Regions from separate parts of the Mus musculus genome. Here region 1 is linked to region 2. Evidence: chromatin contacts called from public Hi-C data. All regions are on one chromosome and are shown on one strand. Each heading gives the region's core, a stretch centred on a gene start, on an enhancer-like site or on the middle of the called end of the contact. The rest is flanking DNA. Distances are from core to core; before and after follow the strand shown.

Region 1 (4,145 bases), core at 286-2,785, 560 kb before region 2:
GGCCGAGCAGTACCCTTAGCTGCTGAAGCCAGTTCAAGACCCAGGCTATGGCAGTTCCCCCTCCCCCCTTACCACCAGATGAAGAGGGCCTGCGTTGATGCAAGATATTTGAAAAGCTAAAGCCGGGCATTGGTGGCACATCCCAGCACTTGAGAGGCAGAGGCAGGCGGATTTCTGAGTTCGAGGCCAGCCTGGACTACAGAGTGAGTTCCAGGACAGCAAGGGCTACTCAGAGAAATCCTGTCTTGAAAAACAAAACAAAACAAAAAAGCTAAAGCAGGCAATGGTTTGATTATTGCTTCTTAAAACTATTCTGAGTCCAGCCCAGCTCTGAACTAAAATACCCCAGAGCCTGGGCTCCCAGCCCTCAAATCTAATCAGTCCTAGGCTGAGGCTCTCCCAGCCCTGACCTAGCTTGTGGTGTCTTCCTTGCTCTGCGTCCCATGTGATCTGTACTACAGAGACTGTTGGCACAGTGCCAGTCTTAGGATACCACATGAGGGTCCTTTACACACTCCATGGCTCTAGACCCTCAGGAGTGTTCTGTCTTCCCTTCCCAGATGGAGATACAAGGCACAGAGAAGGCAAGTTACTACCCTTAGGTACCCAACTAGTAAGCAGCCAAGCTGGGATTCTGAGGAGGAAGGACAGTCCCTGAGCCCCTATTCCTACCCACTGTGGTCTCCCTTTGGCTGCTATCCTGTCCTAGCCCTGACAGTGTTGAGCCCCAGGACACCCACACACTCCCAGCCTCCCATCTGTACCCCTGGCTACACCTCTGACTGCCATAGCCTTGCCCTGCCCCCTGGCTGGCAAGGGGCCCACTTAACAGTGGCCATCCTTCTGGTGGGTAAAACTGACAATCCATTCCCCCTGAAGCAACTCCCTCCCTACTGTGGGCAGGAATGGAGACAGGAACATGGTAGATAGCCAAGATCCCCACCCCCACCCCCAGGCCTAGCAAGATGAGGTAATTGGGCACTGCAGCCGAGCCTGTGTCCAGCAGACTGGGAGAACAAGGAAGGCAGAGAGGAGACACGCTCCTTCCCCTTTCAAAGAAAGAGCTAATGGCTGTGTTTCTCTTCCTTCGCCTCTAGAAGCACACAAGTTCATGCTCTTCACAGAGAAGCCCAATCGACTAACTCAGGAGAGAGAGTCCCTCAGGGGGGTGGGGAGCACGCAGGCTCAGTCTGCATCTGATCATCAGAGCGGCAGACTGTGCTCGGAGGGAAGCGGCTGGGCAGTAAACTTCAAGGTCTGCCCAGCTCCCCATGAGCCACATCTTCCAGGGAGCTGCCACCACCCAAAAGTTCCAGCCTCCCAAAACAGCACCACCAACTGGATGCCACTCCCGAGCCTGGGGGAGCCAGCTCTCCTTCAGACCCTAAGTGCTAGCTGTCATGTGATAGAAAGGCACGCAGCCACAAAAGGGTGAGAAACATGCCTCTGGGAAGAGCAAGGTAGGAAGGAGTCAGGCGCTCAGCTGTAGTGAGTGTACAGTTCTAGCAGGACCGTTCACCACTCCTCTGACTGACAGGAAACTGTCTTACAAGAGACTCGCCATGATGGGCTCACCTCCCATGACTGCCCTGCCTTGTCTTTGCTCCTTGCCTTGGTTCCTGTCTTTCCTTCCAGTTCTGATCCTTTGTCAGAAGCCGAGAGCGCTGGTGCCTGGCCAGAATCCAATAAGCAGGCCAGCCTAGGCCACCACACCGAAGTGCTGGGCACTTCACACTCGTGCCCACTGCCAGGAGTTCCATGTGACAACCTCACACAGTTTCTCACAAGTCAGAGTCACCTCATCACGCTAAACAGTAAACATCACAGGAGAGATAGCCTCGCATTGAGCCTGATGACCTACTTACAAGTGGATACAAACCCATCACTAGCCTGAGTCCACACCAGAGAGAAGGGCTGCTATTTTATATCACTAAGGATTCTCGCCACAACCTCCCAGCAAATGATCAAAGACAAAGCAAACGTAATGAACCAAGGAGCGTAATTCACATTGCATTTCCATTCAGGTCTGAAGGTTTTTCCCTAGAAATGCTCATGATGTGATAATGCGGCCGTTGGAAAAAAAATAAGTTAATTGTAAAATAATGAGTCTGGGAAGCGCGGTGATTTTAACGTGGCTTTCTTGATGCTCAGTGTTGTTTGTAAAATTAAAATTGAGAAAAAAAAAAAGAAGAGCAATGAAAAGCTGAAAGAGCATGTGAGGCAGAACTAGGAAGACGGCTCAGTGTGTACAAGGCATGCTGCCTGAGCCTGGGTCCAAGTTCAGATCCTCAACAGCAGCCCTTAATCCCAGCACTGTGAGGCAGGTAGAGAGGAGGACCCCTGGGGCTTGGTGGCCAATCACCATGGAACAAAGAGCAATAGAGGATGACGCCTAGCATCAGCTCTGGCCTCACCACACACATGTGAATGTGCACACAAGTATAACACACACACACACACACACACACACACACACACACACACACAAACACACAGAGTAGCTGACGCTTCAGGACTAGGGAGGCCCTTTGTCTTGCATGGACTATGTATAGCTCCCTTTTGATGCTCTGTAGGCATCTTTTCCTTGCTCTTTGGATCAGCAGAAGGCCCTGCCTAGTGTGGGTGAAGAACACTGACCTGGGGAGGGCTTTAGACAGAGATCAGCTTTAGAAATCACAGAAGCTTGGCCTTTCTGGACTCCTTGCTCACAATATCCACCCTTTTAGAAGAAGCCATATCGGACTGGCTTCTCAACGGGGACCTTCAGGGCCAAGGCAGTTCCCTTGTGCTCAAGACAGAGAGGCCCCGGGCAGCTCAGCCCAGAGAAGCCAGCACCAGTTCTGGGGACCCCATACATCACCTCAAGTTGAGACTTCCATCTTCACAGCCCAGAGGAAACCCAGGCAGGTCGCCAATAAATGCCCTTTGGAAAGGAAGACACCGTCACTGTGACCAAAGGTTAAATGGTCACCTCCAACCACTGCTGGGTCTCTCCGGGTGGACCTGGCTTTCCTGGACACAGGTTGTGCAGGTGTCTGCAACACCACACAGATATGGGTATCCCTGGCCATCTGAGACAAAAATGCTCCGTTTCTAAGATTTAAAAAGGTTTTATTTCTTGACCGGCCACATTTATGGAGTGCAGAATGACACTCTGATGTGTATCCACCTTGGGAAATGATCAAACCAGGGTAATTAGCACATATAGCCCCTCCCACAGCCGTCATCTCAACGTGAGGCACCTTTAGACTCTTCTATCCAGCTGCTGTGAGATGTTACCCCACTGTATTACAGAACCCCAGAGCTCTTACCCCTCTCTTGGCTTGGTATCAGTTTCCTGGACAGACAGTAGTCATACACAACATCAGAAAGATTCCACTGGAGTCTGACAAGATGGCTTGGTAGTTAAGTGGACTTACTGCTTTTACAAAGGACCAGAGTTCTAGTCCCTTGTCAGACAGCTCACAACAGTCCCAGGGCACGGACACTTCTAGTCTCCAGGGGCACTGCACACGAGTACACATACACGCAGATGCACATACACACATAATTAGGAAAAGGCATTTCATTGAACACAGTCATTAGACAATACATTTTAAAGGATAGAATAATGCCTGGTGATATACCTACCTGGCTTCTGCAGTCCCCTGAAATTAAATTCTACGTCTAAAAGCACTCAGATGATTCGCATAGGAAATGTTTCCAGGAAGTTCATGTCTTGAAGCTGTGGCCTGGGATGCAAAGCCAGGGTGCAGCAGTCACAGGAGGTGAGCTCAGTCATGGGAAGTGGCACACAGGAGGTGAGCCCATCAAGTCCAGAGAGGTTCTTGGGGGGGGATTGGTTCAAGAGGGTGTTACCTTCGTTGACAGATTAATCTGTGGATTAATAATGGAAAGGGGCCGACCCTGCCCCAATATTTATTAAGTACTTCCTTCAGGGCTTGACCAGGTGCTCTGCTCTCTCTGACAGGCAGAAGGAAGGGCAGAAGCCAGTCCGTCCAGGCACATTCAGCGATAAGCCAGAGGCCACCTACTCTGAGCTCCTCGGGTCCCATCCTAGAGAGCCACCAGGCCTTCCTTCAGACTTCCACATCTGTGCATGAGCTAGCGCAGAGACCCTCAGGCAGCCGGCTCTCCTTGCACAC
Region 2 (4,280 bases), core at 1,275-3,774:
AGAATACAGGGGAAGTGGACCTGTTTAGAAATGCCTCTTGGGAGCAAATCCCATCTGCGTTGTCAGGAAATCAGCAGTTCAGCTCACAGGTCAGCAGCAGCAGCTCGATCCACTCATAAACACTTCTCGGATACGCCAGCAGTCCAGTTCGGTAGAGAAGGGATGGCAAACAGGGATCAGCAATGGTGGCATGACCTAGCAGAGACAGCCAGGCCTCAGCCACAGCTTGAGTCAGCAGGGAGGACCAGGGCCAACAGGAACACCAGGAGAAGTTCTCAGCTCTGCCTCTCTCAGCAAAGCGAAGATCAGTGAGGACTTGAGACCCACAAGCCCTGTACAGCATTCATTGCACAGCTAGCTCTATAAGCAAGCCTAGCTCAGCCCCGGTCACTGTCAAGTCCTAGTTATACCCTCCAAATATCACGTGTCTTGTTGTAGCACAGGTATCTGTCTCAGCTGACATCACTCTGCCAATCAGCCTGAGTCCACAGAAGCAACAAGAAGTCAAGACATACCACCAAAAGGTTTTTTTGTTTTTTGGTTTTTTTTGATGTATTTCTCTCTATAGAGTCCAGACAAACAGAGCTCAGCTATGCGAAATAAGACAGACCAATACATGTATGTGGTTAGCAAAGAATCCTTTATCACGTGTCTTTTCACATTGTTTGTTTTAATAGAACATCCTTTCTCCTGTGTCCGATTCAATGAGATGTTCCTTCACGTGTTCGCCTTAGTAAAACACCATCCAACACTAGTGGCTTTCCAAAGAACTCTTAAGTTCCCACTTCAATATATGGTCTGTCTCTAGCTCGGGCTTACTGTGAAGTAGTCTGCAGGCTGCTCCCAGGGGCTCCATGTCTGCCCTTTCCCTCAGAGGTCATCTAGCCACTCTCTAAATCAACTCCATGGAAGACACAAATTCCAGAGTATGCTGGTCTGTGTGGGGTGGAGAGCAGGGACACTTCCCAACATCCTTGCCACCTATTTAGAAAGGAGAGTCAGGTTTCAGTTTTGAACCTGAACAGTTTCCCATCTGATCCAAATGAAGACTCTCCCTCCACATGGGCTTGAATGCCACAGACAGTCTGTCCGTGGGAGACGTCCAGCAACGACTGGCTACAGAAGAGCTCGGCAACTTAGGAAGGACCTTGAATACACAAACCAGCATTTCCATACCTCACTTACTTATCCGAAGACCAGGGCGATGCCCTTCTCACTCCCACAGAGTCCAGGAGATTCATGTCCTCACAGCAGCTGACAGTGGCCATTGATGCCAGACTGGCTCTCCTCGTCCCCACCATCACAGAAGCAACAGCCGAGGGGCATTAACCTCCATTTCACACATTGTTACACAGGAGTCTTCTAGGGAGTGCAGATTGAGCTTAATTTCTAAAGCAATTTAATAAGGGCTCAGTGAGGTTGAGGCGTGACTTCTGACAGGCTGCGGAGGAGTGAGCTTGAGCCAGGGACATGAACAGACCGTGCTAGACGCAGACAGCACCCGATCCATGACTATTCAGTTAGGAACCAGCCGTGGCCTAAGTCACTCATCTGGCTTAGAAGGCCCAGCAAACGCAGGCGATTGGCTGCTGGAGTGTCAGTCATCACAGCAGCAGCAGCAGCTGGAGGAGGGCTTTGTGTCATGGACCTGGCAGTTCCATGTACCCCAGCCACAGGGCAGATGGTGCTACCAGGGCACAGAGGAAGAACAGAGTTTTTGAGATAAGACCAGTAGAGAGCCAAACACACACAGGCCCATTGAGCAGATATGTTCCCCGGCTTCAGATCCGTGTTTTTACCTGCACAAGAAAACTAAGGATGTCCAAATGGGAGCGACATCAGCGTGAACAATCATCTCACGTGGACACACAAACACACAGACTAGATCAGACCAGAGAGAATTCAGTAGCAGACCTCGGTAATACACCTGATGCCACAGGCTCCCTGTGAACTCAATATGCCACCAAGCTTTTCTGCCCTCTGGTCTCTTGCCTGGGATATTTAAATCACATGATCAGAGGCCCCAGTGGGTCAAAGACCAGTGTTGTGGGGGGAACGTAACGGGAACATTCTGCCAGCTTATTTGCTAAAAGCCACACCCCTATTTTTCTTCTCTATTGACAATGAGAGTAACGGGCAAGTTGATCTCAGACTCCCAGCTTGTCCTGGAGCCCAGGAATTCCCAGTGACTTCAGACATGCAGCTGGCCTTCCACAGCTACCACACGTCCATGCTGGACACCTCTGCTAACAGCAACCCCCTGTCTCATTCAGGTTCCCAACCAAGCCAGGAGCCAATCCAGCAGCTCTGTCCTCCTCACCAAGCGCCTCTTCTTACATAGAACAGAACCTGAGGTAACAGACAACACACTTGACCTTAACCAAAAAGGCTAAGAAACAGAGGGACCCGGAGAGGCAGCCGCAGCCCTTTCCCAAAGGGAATGAATACAAAAGAGAAGTCGTGTGTTGGCTTCCAAAACAACGTTGCTAGACTCCGGAAAAAACCCAGGGCCATCCCCCAGTCACTTCCTTCTTCCCTTGGTATTTCTGCCTTCTGCAGACTCTCTCCTTGGCTCGGTTTCCTTGAGCCTCCCTGGGCTTCCTGGCCCAAATAAGCTACGGAAGAGTCTCTAGCCCTACCTGCCCGCTTGCTCTGAGCTCTTTCCCATGGAGCCTCTGATGAGCTTGTGACTTGCACGTTTTCAGAGGAGGCTTGTCTGTGCTCTATGTGGCGGGTGGGGAAGTGCCACCAAGTCCCCGCAGAGCCTGGGAAGAGCAGCTCTCCAGCAAGCAGAGGCCACAACACCAACGATTTCAACCATTCCCACAATCTGGGGTTAAAAGTGCATTCTTTGGACTGTAGGGCTGTATTGTGACAGAGACTCCTTGGGACAGGATTTCCATATTTTGTCTGGAGCCAGAGTAGGAGCCAGAGGTGGAGCAGAGGAAACGTCACAGGACAGTACACTCCGGTGGGCCAAGCTCCAGGGAAATTAAGTACCTTCTAGACACAAGGGCACAGCTTCTGTGTGGAGGACACCTGAGAGAGAACAATAGGCCCTGCCAATGCTACTGTCCCTCACACAGGACTGACCGGACCCAGGAGCCTCTTGAGCTGCTGTGGGGATCTCTTCTGTCTTCCTAGCACAGGGAAAGCTGAGATGTGAAGACTTCAAAGAGTTGGAGGTCAGCTTAGGTTCCAGAGTGAATGCCCGGCATTCTGAGGTACAGAACCAGATACTGCCTCGGGACTGAGTAAAGTTAGACTGAACCCACAGAGCCTCTAACAGGATGCCGGCAGCCTTAGGAACTTGTTGTAGAACACTCGTCAAGGCTCTGTATCCCTCCCTTTCCTGTTTGCTGTGACACAACTGCCTAACAGTCTTGGCCTGTCTGCCCTGTGACTGAGACACAGAGAAAGGCTTAAAGCAGAGACTACTGTGAGCAGATGGGTGGAAGGTCAGCTTCACAAAGAAATTGTCTCTGCCACAGAAGAGTGACACAGGTCCCCTAATTCCTGTGGCATCGGACACAATACCAGAACAGAATCTATACTCAGGCTATGAGAATGTTCCGGACACTTCAGCTGCTGTGCATGACGACGCTGCAGCAGCCTGTCATACAAATATCTGTATACACACACACACACACACACACACACACACACACACACACTAGTAGCAACCCAATAACAATGCTCTTAATGATCCTAAGTTAGATCTGTGCAGATATGTATCATTCTTGGGCTCAGGGTTGTTTTATTTTGTTTTTCAATATAAATTGGCTAACACTAGCAACCATGTAGACCCCACTATAGTAAGGCTGTAAATTCAGACTGGGAAGAAGAAGGCCAACCTGGTGTGTCCAGGAAAAGAAGGTTCTTTTGTGGCTGAAGAAAAATTAAGTCAGAAGGAGCCTCCATCCACCAGTCATCTCCAAAGCCGTGGGTGGGCTGAAGGGGCACTTCATTCCAGACACACACTCATAGACCTAAACGTACGGAGGCTCTCCAGGATCCCAAGCAAGAATTCCAGGAAGCAGACCGAGTCCTGAGAACATGCATGAAGCCATGAAGACAATAGCACATCCCCTTGGGAGAGTCTCAGCCCTCTGATGTGGTCTTGCTTAAAGAGGTCACGGCTAGAGTATGAGAGCAGAGTTTGAGCTTGACCCCTCTCCTCCTCCATATCCAAAAATCCTTAGGAAGTTCCATGGATGAATAAATCTCTGGCTAGCATCTAAGTCCCAAGGGCCTCTCTTTTTGTTTTCTGAGCTTTTTTT

Evidence for each region. A called contact is a pair of places that touch in the nucleus more often than the background predicts.
Region 1: a Hi-C map of bone marrow-derived macrophages shows a contact between it and region 2, with 14 read pairs. The contact joins two enhancer-like sites. A contact is called at or near these places in 1 of 484 Hi-C or Micro-C datasets (bone marrow-derived macrophages), 1 of 115 datasets of contacts at active chromatin or transcription factors (embryonic stem cells) and 2 of 9 other capture datasets (embryonic tail and embryonic trunk).

What each region holds. Positions count from the first base shown.
Region 1 is chr8:125,753,646-125,757,790 of GRCm38.p6, reverse strand. It overlaps Pcnx2 (pecanex homolog 2), which reads left to right. Exons shown (of 34, transcript NM_175561.4): 33 at 3,971-4,145. It overlaps Gm39285 (a long non-coding RNA gene), which reads right to left. Exons shown (of 2, transcript XR_003947615.1): 2 at 3,095-4,145. Among named protein-coding and RNA genes, the nearest start is that of Gm39285, 3.5 kb to the right of the region's middle. Within about 2 kb of position 1,535, at least 49 of the 459 cell types and tissues checked have an H3K27ac peak or open chromatin away from gene starts, as enhancers often do. A contact at or near this core is called in bone marrow-derived macrophages, where this site is marked.
Region 2 is chr8:125,197,700-125,201,979 of GRCm38.p6, reverse strand. All of the region lies in intron 9 of Disc1 (disrupted in schizophrenia 1), which reads right to left. Among named protein-coding and RNA genes, the nearest start is that of Disc1, 150 kb to the right of the region's middle. Within about 2 kb of position 2,524, at least 23 of the 459 cell types and tissues checked have an H3K27ac peak or open chromatin away from gene starts, as enhancers often do. A contact at or near this core is called in bone marrow-derived macrophages, where this site is marked.